2 separate regions of the Gossypium hirsutum genome follow, and region 1 is linked to region 2. The links are chromatin contacts, called in public Hi-C maps. All regions are on one chromosome and are shown on one strand. Each heading gives the region's core, a stretch centred on a gene start, on an enhancer-like site or on the middle of the called end of the contact. The rest is flanking DNA. Distances are from core to core; before and after follow the strand shown. Region 1 holds the start of LOC107896654 (auxin response factor 1). Region 2 holds the start of LOC107896659 (protein NRT1/ PTR FAMILY 4.3).

What was found. Hi-C and Micro-C count contacts between places; a contact is called where the count stands out from the background.
Region 1: a Hi-C map of leaf shows a contact between it and region 2, with 2.3 times the contacts expected there. The contact joins the promoter of LOC107896654 here to the promoter of LOC107896659 in region 2. A contact is called at or near these places in 3 of 34 Hi-C or Micro-C datasets (all in leaf).

The regions. Positions count from the first base shown.
Region 1 is chrA10:93,376,176-93,381,080 of Gossypium_hirsutum_v2.1, forward strand. LOC107896654 (auxin response factor 1) reads left to right here and starts at 1,789. Exons shown (of 16, transcript NM_001399833.1): 1 at 1,789-1,940; 2 at 2,068-2,089; 3 at 2,748-2,844; 4 at 2,992-3,098; 5 at 3,722-3,817; 6 at 3,907-3,963; 7 at 4,147-4,299; 8 at 4,399-4,483. The coding sequence starts at 2,799.
Region 2 is chrA10:93,213,463-93,218,115 of Gossypium_hirsutum_v2.1, forward strand. LOC107896659 (protein NRT1/ PTR FAMILY 4.3) reads right to left here and starts at 2,113. Exons shown (of 3, transcript XM_016821877.2): 1 at 1,827-2,113; 2 at 1,072-1,289; 3 at 1-626. The coding sequence starts at 1,953.

The DNA.
Region 1 (4,905 bases), core at 539-3,038, 160 kb after region 2:
TTGGATCGATTCAAAATCCATGAGACAGTTCGGACTTTACCATCCTTATACGAGATCAATAGAGTTATTATCAATAATGAAGTCTAATACTCCACATGTTTTATTTTTATTTTTTTAAATATAATGAAGTCACATGATATTATATTAATCTTTTAAATTTATTTATGTTTATTGGATCGAGTGATAATAAATTTGATATTCTTTAAAGAAAGTTTTTTGAGGATAGAAAAATTTAACATTAAAAGAGTTTTATCTTATTTACGAGCCTGATCAGACTCGATTTTGAATTTTATCATGATATAATATAACTATGGATGAACCTAAATATATTTTTTAAAATTTATATATATTTAAAAAAAACAAAAAAAAAACCCAAATCTACTAGTTACAGGGTTAGAGCAGTGGCACCAATTATTGTTTAATTTCCTTTTGTTTATGATACTGATAAGTGAAGGCAAAGTCAAAGGTGAAAGAATTATTAAGGATTAATTAATGTCACAAAACGTACAAAGCATGATTAATTGCACTAAAAAAACAGATGATTAATTAAATAATAATAATAAAGAAGTAATTAATTAAGATAAGATACGTAGGTAAGGCAAGCAGGGTAGCTTTTAATTAATGAGGGAAATTGTTGTGCGTGACGTGAACTAAGGGACAGCCAGCCCAAAGATGCTGCCTGTAGGAATTTCAGGGCACGCCTGCCTGCCCCCATTACTTCTATAAATCTCATTTACATAGTAAATTCTTTTTCAATTCCACTTCAATAATTTAAATATTCTAATATTCAACTCTAGTTTTTATATATTTTTTTGTTCCTCTTAATTAGTATTAGTAAAAAATTTGAAATTAATTTATATTTTATTCAGTAAATATGATTGGTTTTATCTTAAAATTTCAAAATAAATCTCTATCAGGTGTATCACTCTTTCTAACTTCATATTATTAAATAGCAGTTTAGACTAAAAGTCATTTTATTCTTCGTTCGAAATTAAAAGGTTAACACCAATAAATAGTTGAGTGTAATGCTAATACATATTGCACTCTTAAAAGGATAATTCAAGTTCGAATCTTGAAAAAGATATTAATGAGAGGATCAGTCACAAATCTTGAATGTAGACTGTAAATCTAAATTTTTTTAGAAAAAAATAAAAAAAAAGAAAAAAACAAAACAACCTTCTATAGTTAAGGTTGAATACAAAGAAGAAAATCGATAGTTAAGGTTGAATTTGTAAAAAAAAAAAAGAAGAAGTATCGGAGTGAGTCTATTTATCTAATTCTGATTTGACTATTTATTAATAAATATGTAGTTTTAAAATATAAATATTAATATACTTGTATATTTCAATATGTTTTCAAAATAAGTGGCATAAAATAAATTCAGACCAAAATACTTCACATACACATCTAATTATGAAACTAATTTTATTGAGTTTTGACATATAAATTTTTTAAAAAAATAGATAATTATGTAATATATTATTATTTTGTAATATTTTTGTTTCTGACATAAGCATTCAATTTCAATGAGTCCTAATTTTTTTTATTTTAACATGATTTAGTTATTATGAAATTTAAATAAAATTAGTTTTATAGATAAAAAATATTATTTCAATAAATTAAAAACATTATGTTTATTTTTCAGAAAACATATAATAATATTCATAAATTTAAGTCAATGATATAAAATAGTGGGAAAAAGACTAAATCTATATTTATTTATGATAATAGAAAGATAAAAATAATAATGGGGATTTCTTTTAAATTTTTTATAGGTGTATTTAGAAGAGAGAGGAAGAAATAAGGGCTAAAAACAAAAGAAAAAACCTAGAGAGAGAGTGTTTGTGTGTAAGAAAAAGAACAGAAAAAGAGGCAGCCATAGCCAAAAGAGCTCTTGTCGGCTTCGACCGAACATTGACGCAAACAAACTTATTTACACTGTTCGCCTCCCTCCTTTCTTCTTCCTTTTGTTTCTATTTTTTTTTTCTTTTCAATTACTTTGTATATTTTTTTTTTGGATCTGCTTTGTGTTTTCAAGCCTAATTTTTGTTTCTTTGGATCCTCCAGATTGAACAGAGAGCACTCAAAGGTAAGTTATTTTCCCCTCTTCAAATTAGTAAATTTTTGGGGGTACTTTGATTGCTCAGAAATGGAAGAAAATAGGGGAAGAAATGCTAATTTTCTGTTGCACTTGTTGACTGAAAATTTTGCTTACTGGTCACCAATTAGTTTTGTTCACTATTCCTCTTTTATATATATATATTTTGAGAAATAAAATATATAATTAGACCCTTTTTATCAGATCTCAGCTCATTTTTTTCATTCTTTTCTATCTTTCTCACATATGTGATACGTATGTGCGAAGATTGTGATTTCTGTAATTGCAGAATCGCCGGGTCTTTAGAGTCATTGAATTTATTTATTTATATTGTAAACAGCAGTTTGGATCATTAGAATTGTTGGGTTTCTTTTCACTTTTCATTTTTGTTGGTCCATTTCGTTGTTGTAGGGACTTGTTAATATTCGGGTTCCTATAAGGCTCAAAATAGGGTAGAGGTAGACTGACACAGAGGTAGCAATTAGTAATTAAGGGTTTTGATCAGTCAGCTTTGTAGGATAATCAGAACGAACAATAATGTAACCTCAATTGTAAATGCAATCTTAATTAATGGTTTTGCACTATATTTACATGTTTACTTCTATAAATTCAGTGTTGTATCCTTTAATACAACCAATCTTCAGCACAGGGTTTCCATTGAGTGATTGCTTTCTGCTGGTTTCTTTTGGAGGGCGTTTCTATGGCTTTTCCGGCATCAGAAATTCCATCTGCTGAACAACAAGCAGGTTTGTGTATTTTTACATGGTCTACATATTTTCCTAAGTTTTAAATGTGTCAAACTGAAATTTAGTTTCTTGGTATCACAAGATATTACGGTGACTTATTACTTTTTCTTAAATTTTTTCTTCCCTATCTCTTTTATGTGATCACAGATGATCCTTTATATCGTGAACTATGGCATGCCTGTGCTGGACCTCTTGTCACACTTCCTCGTGTTGGGGAGCGTGTTTATTACTTCCCACAAGGTCACATGGAACAAGTATGTCTACTGTACTGTAAATTTTTGAATCTGATATCTTTTTGATATTGATTATTTTTCGAAATTTAAGGCGATAGTCCACTTTGACGTGTTCTTAAAATGTTGGTTGGATTGGTTTGTGAACCTTTTTCATAGTGTTCTTGTTTTGAACATTCTATATTAGTTAATGCAGTTATCGTGTGGTACTTGTAAGCACTTGCTTCTTGCTCTCTTTTTGGTGAGTCACTGATAATAGTATGTGCAAGTAAAAATATGAAAAGGTCATATGCAGTGTCTTGAAACATTATTAATATATGTTGTCAATCATATTTGAGGATTGGTAACAATTCATATGATACAATGAATTATAGAAGGTTTATAGAAAGATATAATTTCTTTTGAGAATGTATACCATTCAATAAGATCACAATATCTCATCTGCATTTCATAATGTTTACTGTCAAGTTTGTGTTTGTTACATATTTTCAAGATTATTTACAATGCTTTTCTGATTGAAGACTTCTTTCCTGTATGATCAGTCATTAATTATCAAATTTTAGGTGTAAGTTTTTAACTTGACACAATGTTCATTCTATTAATCTCTAGTATCTAACTTTTTGTTTCTTTTTATTCTTTATGTACAGCTTGAGGCATCAATGCATCAAGGGTTAGAACACCAAATGCCTTCATTCGATCTGCCATCTAAAATACTTTGCAAAGTGGCTTCTGTTCAGCGTAAGGTATGTTACTCATACTCCTTGGTTTTACGTTCTTTTGAGTTTTACTTGTCAGTTTCCTTATGCTAAGTAATTTTTACCTCCAATCGCAGGCTGAACCTGATACAGATGAAGTTTATGCCCAAATAACCCTGGTACCTGAAGTAGATGTGAGCTCTCTTCCACTTTTTGCCCCTTTTTCTCTCTTTAATTCAATTATGACATATAGCTGATGTTGGAAGCTATATTTAGTTTCCAGAATATCTTGTTGAAATTACTTTGAATGAGCAGCATATGTATATCTTTCTACACTTTCGCTGCCTTCACTTATGTTTTCCTCCAATATGGTCCAGCAAAGTGAGGTTATGAGCCCAGATGATCCACTTCAAGAACCTGAAAGGTGCATAGTCCATTCATTTTGCAAGACTCTTACTGCTTCCGACACAAGCACCCATGGTGGATTCTCAGTTTTGCGCCGGCATGCAGATGATTGTCTGCCCCCGCTGGTCAGCTTAAACACATTGATTGCATTTCCTTCATTTTGAATTTGAGGTATTCCATTAAGTTAGAATTTTTCTGAAACTTCTATGCGGTTCTTGTCCCAGGACATGACACAGCAGCCACCATGGCAGGAACTGATTGCAACTGATCTGCATGGAAATGAATGGCATTTTCGGCATATTTTTCGAGGTTATATATCATTGCTTTTTTGGCTGATGTTTTTATAGGTTGCCTTAGTGAGAGCTGGAAATCTTCAATCATCTAAGCTGTAAGCTTGGTCAAAGTTGTTTTGCACTTGTTCTATCTGGTTACTCGGAGCATTTCTTTACCGTCTACATGTGCAACTTTTACTTTTTGAATTTGGATAAAGTTTTATGAACGTAGAGTTAGAGACAAATAAGTCATCTTATTTCCTTGAATCAAGGAGCTTGAAAATTATGTAGGTCATAGTTTGTCAGAATTAGAGAAGAGCCTTTTGACACGTGTTGGTTGTGATCAAGATTCCTGGAGTTGGAGCCACTTATCACGTTCAAATGACTAAGTTAATATTACATCTTTTAATGATTTGGTATTTGTCCGGTCTCGTGAAGTTGTTGTAGAAACTGGAAGAA
Region 2 (4,653 bases), core at 863-3,362:
CTGCACAATCTCCATGGACTTTCCTTTGTATTGCTTCCATCTTCAACTTTGATGCACGCCTTGTCTAAGAACCTGAACCTTTGTGTCTGAACCACATTTCCAGATTCAGCTTGGTTTTGATCTCTATTGATCATCAGCTCTGGATTAATTTGTTTCCTCTTTAACATGGCAGCAACAAAAACTTGAGCGATGGGAGTGAAGATGCTTCCTCGAGGAGGCTTGTTTCTGTAATACAATGTCCCGGAAACCACAACGATTAGTCCCATGGCCATGGCGGCGGCCGAAACTCCAAACCCGACATCCATACCGGCATGGGTTTGGATCCATACTAGAACAGTTAGGGCAATGAGTTCACCCATGGAGAAGGCAAAATAGGCAGCATTGAAGTAGGTTGAGAGCTTCTTAGAGTGTGAGGGATTGGTTTGAAGATTGAACTGATCAGCTCCATGAGCAATCATGTTGGGTTTCACACATCCACTTCCTAATGCCACCAAGTAAAGTGCCACAAAGAAAATCAAGGCCTTGAAGCCTTTTGCTTCTTCACACATGTCTCCATCAGTTAACATGTTGCACTTGGCTGGCTTTAGTTGAGGAAGATGAGCTTGGACTGACAGTAATATGAAACCCTATATACGTTTAGAAAGAAACAAATTAATGATGAAATACACAACCATTTTAATTAATACTCTATTTTTTTTAAATCATAAAATTCAGATAGTTTGTAAAAGTTTGTAAAAATGTATAAATTAAATTAAATAAAATTAGTATCTAAGTTTACTGTGATGTCACTCATTAAAAATAAAACAAGTAACTTACTTTAAATGAAAAGATATCATGTGAGTTTATTCTTATAAATGAATAAAGATGAAAAAAAAATGGCACAGTGTTGGCCAAACTTCTACTGCATATGGTACAGTGTTGATAGTATATAATTGTATGCATTCTTGATGGTGAAATGATAAGATATCATTTAAATAATATATTTTAGATGGTGTGTCATAGTCTAATTGACGTGTATAAAATGAAGCATTATCAACAGTAGAAAAAAAAGGGGGGGGGGGGGAAGCTTACAGAAAGCTCCACAAAGCCGAAGAGAATGATGGTCCAGAAGCACCCAAGATGAGAGTCGGAAAGGTAACCACCAAGGAGGGCCAAAAGGAAGATTGTTCCAACAAAGTTTGTCACTATGTTTGCTGACTTTGACAGCGAGAAATGCATCTCGTTTATCAAATATGTTATAAGGTTGTTCCCTACGGCTGCTATTCCCATTATCTCAAATGCTTGTAGCCCTGCATTTTCCACATCACACTTTTCCTTTATTATATATTACCCAATTTTGATGACAGAGAATCAAACCATGTCTTTTTCTCTATAACCATGCTGCACCCTAAAACTATAATACATACATGAAAATTATTAAGACTAACCCTCAAAAATAATATGTCTCAAATCTATGAATTAGCCACAAAATAACCCACTTTTTCAAACAAAAACAACAACTGATCTATAATATGTATATATGCAGATCTGAAGGAACTTAAATATAGACATGGCGGTCAACATGGGTTGACCAACTCATAATATCACTAGGGTTCAAACCTGACCTGACTGGTCTCTTTCAACCATTTATGAGAGCGATGGCTTGCTCTCACCTCAAATTTTTTCGGGAAAAAAATATAGACACGGTGGCTGGACTGGGCAATAGTAGGGTACGTAAATGATCATCGAAAAATACTTTATTTTCAGACACAAGAATCTTCATGTAATAGCTTAATTATAGAAGACAACATTTAAAAAAGAGAGAGAGAAGGAGAAAGAGAACAAACCAAGAACAAATGCAGCAGCAGACATGCCGCCATGCTTCTTAGGATTGGAAGGTCTGCCTCTCCAATCGACAGTGTTCTCTTGTTGGTGTTTCATTTCGCCTTTGTCAGTCCCTCTTCCTTCTTCCATTTGGGAAGTGAAAACTGAAAACCCAGAAAGGTGATTTTGATGTTGTCTTACTCCAAACCAATGGTGCTGCTGGGATTTGTTTTTGAGACACGCAAGTGGGTTGGTTTTGTCCTAAATTTATAACCCCCTCCCCCTCTCCATCCCCATGGGTCAATCCCCCCTCCCATAGATTTTTGTGAAATTATTATTCACTTGAATTTAAACCCCACACGCACCATAACCGTGTGTGTATCACTTGCGCCTCCTCCTCCTCCTCCTCCTCCCCAAATATTATCATTATAGTAATATATTTGTTTAATCTCTTGTGCACCCTAGACATGAAACATGTGACTCAATCTGCGGTTTATTTAAAAGCAGATTAAAATTTATTTAGATTACTTTATGCTTAATGGGTTGTAAGAGATGTAACCTATTCATAATTAAAAAGCCGACTGAAATCAGACATTAATTTACTTGAAAATCTTACAAAATTATACTAACAGATGCAGAATATTATAACATGTCATTTTAAGAGTTTTGAGAAATATATTTTAAACATTTTAATAGGTTAATATGTTTCGTTAAAAAAGATTTACAGCATGTGTATGACGTAATTTGAAGGAGCGTGTGAAATGTGTTGCCTTTTCCAATGGTGGTCCACAATTGATACTTTTTGAAGTCCACAAGGGTATATTTGGATGGTGGTGGGTTTAGTCTCATATTAGACTCTTGTTATCCTTATTTTTATATTAATCAATCCAAATCCATCCTTATTTTTAAAAAATAAATTTATTTTTTTTAATAGGTCAAAATAATCATTCCACTCTGTTTACATACTGCTTTTGTTTTTTTCTTTTTTAATTTCTTCACCTTCACTCATACAAAAACTACTTTCAATTTTATACATTCAGTTGTTTTAGTTTATTCATGTGCCGCTAAACCTCAATTTTTAGAAAAAATTAGAGAAATAGTTCATTTTCTCAAATTTTAAGGAAATATTTTAGTTTTCTAGAAAATGTTCATCTCCTTAAAATGTTGGTGATTTTACTTTTAAATTTTGGATTTGATTTCTTTTCTACACATATTTGTATTTTTATTTCATGTTGTTTCAAGATTTTGTTTTTTTTTAAATAATATTTTTATTATATCAGCTCTTTTGGTTAATTGATTAAATAATAGTGATTTTATCCTTGAGTCTTAAGCTTCTAAGCACATTAAAGGTTAACAAAATATGTTTCGATTCAAAAAACTCGATAAAAATTTTAAATTTTAAATTAAGTAGTTCAAATTATTTTAGTTAATCAAGTTATTCGGACCAACTCGAATAAAAAATTAAACTTTTCGGTTTAACTCAAATATGAATTGTACAATTCGTGTTATCTAAAAATCCGAATAAAAAAGACAAAACTACATCGTTTTGATAGATGTTTACTCATTAAGTTAAAAGGGAAAACTATTATATCGTTTATGTGATTAAATAATCTTTTACTTCATCTACTAATTAAATAATTGGTCTATATAAACGTAACATTGAGTATAAATAATAGGATTTGTTAACTCAACTCGACTTGATTCAAAATTTTTTAACTCGATTTGATTCGAAAAAGATTTCAAATTGAGTTCAGTTGCTAAAATAGGATTCATCAACTCGACTAACACAAATTTTTTTTACTCGATTCGACTCGACTCAATCGACCCTAAAACACATTTGTATTTTTTGTTTCATATTGTTTTAAGCTTTTTTATTTTTAATCATTTTTTAAATTAATAAATATAGTGTTTTCAAGGTTTTTTATTTATTTATTTTTTATTCATCTTTTTTAATTAATAACTCTTTTAGTTATAAAATCAAATAATTATGCAAATATCTTATTTTTAGTAAATATAATTTTTACGTGTAATATTTATTTTTCATTTCATATCATGAGCGTAGTAAATTTTAGTATTATATATTTTTGTATGTGTATTTGAAATAATTAATTGAAATATTTCACATATAAAAATAATTGAAATATCATACCCACAAAGTAGATGAAAAAACAATAATATTTGAAATATTTTACATATACAAATAATAATGACATTTGAAATAATTATTTGATTTTATAATATTAGAAATCACCATACTCTCAATATAGATGAAGAAAATAAATATTTGACATATAAATATTATATATAAAGAAAAATATATCAAAAAATTAGTTGATGTTTTTAAAAATAAAAATATTTAACATAATGAAAAATGTAAAATAAATATATAGTTATTAATTTATTCATATAAATTTAGGAGTTACTAATTTCAAATATTTTTAATATAATGATAAATATAAAAAATATATTTTTATTATATAATTATATAATTATTATTTGATTTTATAAATAAAAGAGTTATTAATTAAAAACAAAAAAAAATTGGAAACAATATATTTATTAATTAAAAATATTAAAAAAAACTTGAAACCACATGAAATAAAAAATATAAATGTGCTTAGAAGAGGAATCAAACTTGAGATTCAATGATGAAATCACTATTATTTAACCATCTAACAAAGGACCTGAAGAAATAAAAATATTAATTAAAAATAAAAAAGAAGCTCAAAATATGAAATAAAAAATACAAATGTGTGTAAGAGAGGAATCAAGCTCAGGACTTGAGGATAAAACCACTAACATTTAACTGTCTAATCAAACAAACTTATATGTTAAAAAAAAATTAAAAAG